Linked DNA regions of Mus musculus: region 2 is linked to region 1. Evidence: chromatin contacts called from public promoter capture Hi-C data. All regions are on one chromosome and are shown on one strand. Each heading gives the region's core, a stretch centred on a gene start, on an enhancer-like site or on the middle of the called end of the contact. The rest is flanking DNA. Distances are from core to core; before and after follow the strand shown.

Region 1 (3,359 bases), core at 282-2,781:
ATTATTTAAATAAATTACAAACTTTGAATTATGCACTTAAAATAGGGAAATAGATATACAAATAATATTGTAATAGAACTCCTTACAAAGATCCTTTTAAATTTTTAATCCAAGACAAAAGGTTCAGCACTTAAAAGTTATGCATTCAAACAACATTAAATGATCCCAACCGGTTACATTTATATTCATTTGCCTTCATGTGTAATAATAATAGTTTAAAAAAAACATGAATTTCTTATGGACAAGAGGCAGGAGGACATAAGAAATATTTGGACAAGGAATGTAATTCCTTAATATTTATGATATAATTATGTTTTAATAAACTAAAAAAGAATATATCTATGTATACATATATACATTTATAGATATATATGTGCAACTTCCTGCTAGAAGGTATTAGCCATGGTGTTCCAGAGCTACCATATTCCTTTACATATTATACACATTCACCAAGCAAAATATAAAGCCTAAATGTCCTTTTGAAATTTCTAACCACCTCCTCAGAACCTTATCCTTCTCCTACCCAGAAGTCAAGTTAAAGCAAGCATGAAAATAAGCCTAAAGATGCCAAGGCTATAACTAGGTCTTGGGGTAGGAAGTGGAGTCTATGATGTCTGGTTTTCAACCTAAAGTTCAGTAGTTTTCCATGCTCGAGTACACTATCTTTCATGTTTTAATAGTTTATAGAACAGAACTTTGCTCACACAGTCTCCAACCTTGACTATTTCAACGATTTACTTAGTCTCAATATTGTTAAGTTATATTCAAATTTTCCTCTTCATTTGGAGATTAAAAAGTGGCCTTATTTTTCTACTCATTTTAGTTAGCATCCATAAATCACCTCCTTTATAACAATTACTAGCCCAGGTATTGAATCTAGCTAGTTCATTAATATGTTTTAAACATTACTAAACAGAAGCATTTCCTTCGCTCAAGACAATGCAAACGTGTCTATCAAGGTAAAACAGAGGTGTTAACTTAATTAAATAATTTAAGTTGTCAGCCATGCAAACAAAGCAAAGGATTTGGGGGTGAGATAACCCAGTGTGATATAGACAGCTACATATGACGATATCTCCCCAGCAATGCCATTCTTATTGTTCGAGCCCTATGTCTTGTGTACACAGTAGAGCATAAGTAATCCAGAGAGAATGGTGAAGGGAGCATATTTTCCAAATGGTACATGATTTTCCAAAAATATGCTGCAGCTAAAATCTCACTCGCATCAAGAGAGGAATAGAGAACACACTGAGCCACCGCTCCGTCCCTTGACTTCCTTTGTGCTCCAAGATTTACCTTGACCATTCCCTTCCTCATTCGGCTGGCTTCAATTACTGCTAGCTTTAGCTTCAGCAGACAACAAAGCATTGAAAACTCAGTTTTCCATTCTTCAAAGTGAGTTACTAGAAAAAGTTAAATGCAAGGCAACAAAGGGCATTTAATCATCAGGATCGCGCCCCTTGCTGTGGTGAAACCACACAGCTTGGCTCCCTTCCAAGGCTAGAATTAATGAATGAGCAAGATTCTCCTGGAAAGCCTGTAACTACTGCCTGCTTAGCCCAGTGAGCCTGCCCCTTTATTGCTTTTGGCATGTCTGCCTGTTACTAATGGATCGGCTCCCCTTGAGAATACACGCGCGTATTCTCACACACACACACACACACACACACACACACACACAGAGAGAGAGAGAGAGAGAGAGAGAGAGAGAGGGAGAGAGAGAGAGAGAGAAAGACAGACAGACACAAAGACAGAGAAACACAGAGACAGTGAGACAAAAACAGACAGAGGCAGACAGAGACAGACAACAGAGACAGAAACAGACAGAGACAGAGAAGAGGCAATACATTAAAAATCCATATTTGTTTCTTCCCTTCATTTTGTAAGAGACTTTCAGGGACTTCCTGTTGCTGAGATAAAAAAGAGTTGGGCATTAACAAGAATACAGCAATTTCTCCTGCTCTCTTTGTTGTCTCTGGAGTACTTGGAACTGTTTTTGTCTTGGACTATAGAGGCTCAGACACCCAATCTTTCCCAAATTTGGACCTCAGTAGTCCCTGTAAATGACCATCATGGACCCCTCTGCCTATTTCATCCATTTCAAAAAGGATGGTCATGTAAATACAGATTGGCTTTTATTTTAGAACTCCCATCTGGAGCACTCCACCTCTCTGGTTCCTATAATGTAAAACAGGTCTGACCCTGCACAGTGACTTGTCTTAGCTGCCATCCAATATCATGCCCTTCTTATGTAAATGTAATTGCAATTTCCTTGTGGAGAGCTCCCTCTTCCCTGTCTAAACATGATTTTACAACTTTAATCGAGTCACTCTGCCCACTGTCAGCCAAAGGACAAGCATAGGACATATCCAGGGAACACAAATGTGCTCCCCAAAATATTGATCTGTGGCAGAATTACGAAAAGTATTAGGCACAGTTAGGTTTCATTCTCTGAGGTAGAAAAGTATTAAGGCAAAGGTATTTCATCAGTTCCTAATGTAAGGAAATCACACTCTGTTCTCACAGCCTCCAACACACACACACACACACACACACACACATCTGTGCAGGCCAAGTCCTCCACTCCCCTTTATAGTCCACAAACAACTTTATTCCTTCCAATAAATTACCTCTTTGCATAAGTTAACCAGAGTCAGTTTCTGTTATATGAAACCAAACAGCTGCATAATAAGCTCAATTTTTCTTAGTTTAATAAAGCTAACTTAAGGATGTACTAACAATGTGGTCCCTGAAGATAGGCTAGGCTCCCACTCCACCAAGAGCACTTTAATAATAAATGCATCTATGTACCTTAGACAACTTTGCAGAGTTTTTTAGCTCCCTTTTCTCCTAGCTTCCTTTCTTCCTCCCTCCTTTCTACATACATACATACATACATACATACATACATACATACATACATACGTATATGTAGAGAGGAAGAAACAACGTATCACACAAAATAAATGCACAACAATGTCATCTCACTCTTGCTCATAACTGAAATGCAGACAACTAAAATGCAAAGATTAACTGAAGGACAATGTAAAATGACTTTCGTTTTCTGGCTCCACTCTGTAACATTTTCAAGTTAGGAAAACACAAAGGAGTATAACTAGATGTTTAACACGGATAAGTGAAGTATTGTGGATATCCGATTTCATTACCCTCAGAGATAATGAGAATGCCAGGTACGCCATCTTGGTCCCCAGTAAATCATCATGAAAGTAAATTAACAAAGCCCCTATAATTCTTATGGCAGCATCTGCCACATTCACTCCACACCATATTGACTGTCTCCCACAGGAGGGGAAATCATTAATGGATTTAAATAAGAAAGATTTCTTCATCAAATGTTA
Region 2 (3,359 bases), core at 362-2,861, 2.0 Mb before region 1:
AATAAATAAATAAATAAATCTTAAAAAAAAATTTGGGTTCACATTTTCAAATGAAAGGTAAACAATTACTAGTCAATAGACATAGCTTTCTTTTTGTAGACAAATCTGCCATGACTGTGGGAGTAGAGTAAGCAAGGAGGTTCTTTTAGCAAAAGGTTGGAAACTACTGAGCCCAGGAATCTTGAGTGCAAAGGGCAAAGAGCTATCACTTCCCCACGTGCAGCCCTTAAACAACTGCTGCCATTTTAGCACACGCTCTGGTTCAGTTGTTGGGCAGGAGGCTAGAGCTAGCAGGCCTGAGCAGGAGGGAAGACATTCTGAGATCAAATATCTTTCATAAAGAAAAAGCTGGAAGAACTCCTCCTTGCCCGCCTTTGCTCTGCTCTTCCTCCGCTCCTGGAGCAGAGATCTTGAATACACCCATGACACCCCTTTCACCTCTAAAGCTTTGTGTGCCTTATTTTAATCAATACCCATTTTATAGACTGGGTCACACAGCTAGCGAGCCAAGGCAACAGAGCCACACACACGTGGCTCTTGCAGTCCTTCAGTACTGTGCTGACACAGTTCTGGGCATAGACAGGGCATACTGGGATTAGGGCAAGTATAGCCCTTTTTAGGACATTATTTTTTTCCTGGTGATATTAGGAACTTTTCTTATAATTCTCTATAATATCTGAATTTTTCTTAATAAGAAGTATTGCATTTCTGATGAGAAAACAAAACAAAAACCCCAGGTATTAAAAAAGAACTTCTCTGGATGGATCCCACAGTAGCTACTGCCTGGAGGCTCCCTGCGTGGACTCTTCCAATGAGGCTATTGAATATGCACTGAGTTCCACATTTGGTGAGCCAAGGGCAGATGAATTTTGAAATCCGGGGAGGTGGTTTGGGTTGCCCTGTACGAGTCTGTAGAGTAGAAAATAGGGCTGAAGGAAAAACCCTGGAAGCAACTGGTGGAAGAGGAGCAAGTGTGAGGGCAAATAGAAAAGCTTTATTACTAGCTCCACATTAGTGCTCTATAACACAAGCCAGTGTTTTGTCCACGACCTTTACATTCTAGAGTCAAAACGTTTCTTGAAAGTCTCAAAATTCTGCTAGCCTTGATCCAAGTCTTTAAATTGTGATGTCTAGTTTTTTTAGTAAATGCGTGAAGAGTTCTGGTCTCTTCTTCAGAGACCCTGGGCTTTTGAACAAGTTACCTGACTTCTTCAAGCCCAGTATCTCCTTTTACAAGATAAGAATAACCGGGCTCTTCTCACAGTTATTGGGAAAGAAATTTTAGAAATAAAATGCAAAATAAAATGGGGAGAATACTGTCAGTGGTTTAAAGCTGATACTTACCAAGTTAACTGGCTCTCCAGAGACCACGACTATTCGAGGTACTCAGGAGGAACTCACTCTATCCAGCTCTAGACACAAAGAGGTCAAAACCTTTGTTGGGTGGTTTAGGAGGCCCTGGAGTCAGGCAAGAATTTCTGCTCCACCACGGAAATCCCCAGCCGCTGAAAGACTACCACTCCCAGAATGCAACGCTCCGGCCGACAACCCACCGCTTCCGTGTGGGCGGCGCGCCGGTGCCGCTCTACACTCTACCTTGCCTCGGCAGCCTTGGCGCGGCTGCTGTCGCGCGCTTTGGAGGCTGGGTGATGGGCGTCGCTCTAGGTGTCGCCTCGTTTCGAGGTCCAGTTGCACTTCCGCGCGATGGAGACCGGATGCTGGGTGCTGGGCGGCGAATTTGAGGACTCGGTGTTCGAGCAGAGGCCGGAGCGCCGGCCCGAGCCGCCCTCCCCCTACCGCGCCAAGCTCTGCGAGCCGCAGGTGAGACGGCTGCCCCTCTTGCCGCTCCGCTCTGGAGCCGGCCTGCGGCGAGGCCCACCACCGTCACTGTCCACCCGCCCTGCAACCAAGCACGGCGACTTCACTCTTGTACCCTCGGGTTGTCTGTCTCCGTCCCCCACCCTCAACCCACGTGTCCTGCAGGCGGGCCCGGGCTAGCATCACACGCCCCCTTCCTGCCTCCAGCCCCGCCCAGGTGCTCCGCCGTAGCATCCTTGCAGGCCTGCTGGCTGCCTAGAAGAATAAAATAGTTCCAAGCTAATTATGTTTCATCATTTCCTAGTAATGTATTGAGACTTGGATATGTTATTGTTGAGTTGGGATGGCTAGCTATGTGACTAAATGGTTGCAGAGTGCCGAACCTAACGGTGGCTCAAATACCTCGTCTCGAGTGACCCAGTGTTTAAAGAATAGAACAAAGTTTTTCTTACTGTGATGGCCCAGTAGAAGGAGAGGCACTAATTTAGCACGCTTATGATGAGCCTTGATACTCAGTGAAGTGTATTTCTCAGAATACAACCAAGCTATTACAATGTTAACTGTACTGAGTCAACAGAATTTAGAGACTTTCTTCAGCCTCAGCAGGTTTTATTGTAAAAGAGAATAGGAGATGCTTCTTTGGGGCTGGAAAATTGGGCATGCAGAATGCTTTTCATCCTTTTTTTTTAATTCTTTCTTGGTAGTTACATCTGGATCTCACCTTATGTCCAGTGGGTTTACATCAGAAGAGGTCGTCTTACAGATGTGTCCTCAGATCCTCCAAATCTTTGTCTGGGATGCACAGAAACCTGACTCCAGTTAAAATTTCCTGTGCTCTGTGTGCCTTTGTAGCATTTTTATAATAGGACCATCGCCATAATCACAGTTTCCTACGTCTTGTGCACAATTTTGTCAGTCCCTATTCACTCTCAATTGCTCTAAAAGAAAGCAGATAGCACTTTAAGAGTCACTGGACTGCACTTGGTGATGTCATTTCCAATAACTTCACTGTGGTTGAAACCGTGTGCTTTTATTTATTTTTTAAATCTGTCATTGACATGTATAGACATGTGATCATTACAACTTTTATTTTTTAAAACCACGTTCATTTATTTGTGTGTGGGTGAGAGAGCCATGGCACTGTGTGGCGGTCAGGGGACAAACTGCAGTTGTTGATTCTTTCCTTCCACCACATGGGGCCCATAGATCAAATCAGGTTGTCCGACCTAGTGACAAGTGCCTTTACCCGCCGAGGCATCTCACAGGCCGTCTTATCATTTTAATAAAAATTGGGCTGTCAGAGAGATGGCTCAGCAGGTAAAGTCACCTGCAGCCGAGTTTGATGAACTGTGTTCTATCACCAGAGCTGGAAGAGTAGAAGGAGAGAACCAACCAGCAGTTATGCTCTGACTTCCGTATGTGCTCAGTAGCGTGGATGGGCCCACATACGTATAACATGTATTAAAAATATTTTTTTTAAAATCTGGGCCATCATGAAGATTGTCATTGGTGGCTCAGTGAGTGACGTGTTTGGCGTCTAG

What was found. Promoter capture Hi-C pulls out the DNA fragments that hold promoters and counts their contacts.
Region 2: a contact with region 1 is called in a promoter capture Hi-C map of 3T3-L1-derived adipocytes, with 9 times the contacts expected there. The contact joins the promoter of 9130401M01Rik here to the enhancer-like site in region 1. A contact is called at or near these places in 4 of 39 promoter capture datasets (3T3-L1-derived adipocytes, cranial neural crest, embryonic stem cells and 1 more).

Annotation. Positions count from the first base shown.
Region 1 is chr15:56,076,108-56,079,466 of GRCm38.p6, reverse strand. No RefSeq gene overlaps it. Among named protein-coding and RNA genes, the nearest start is that of Gm46516, 150 kb to the right of the region's middle. Within about 2 kb of position 1,531, at least 42 of the 459 cell types and tissues checked have an H3K27ac peak or open chromatin away from gene starts, as enhancers often do.
Region 2 is chr15:58,032,546-58,035,904 of GRCm38.p6, reverse strand. It overlaps 9130401M01Rik (RIKEN cDNA 9130401M01 gene), which reads left to right and starts at 1,611. Exons shown (of 6, transcript NM_029418.4): 1 at 1,611-1,821. The coding sequence starts at 1,705.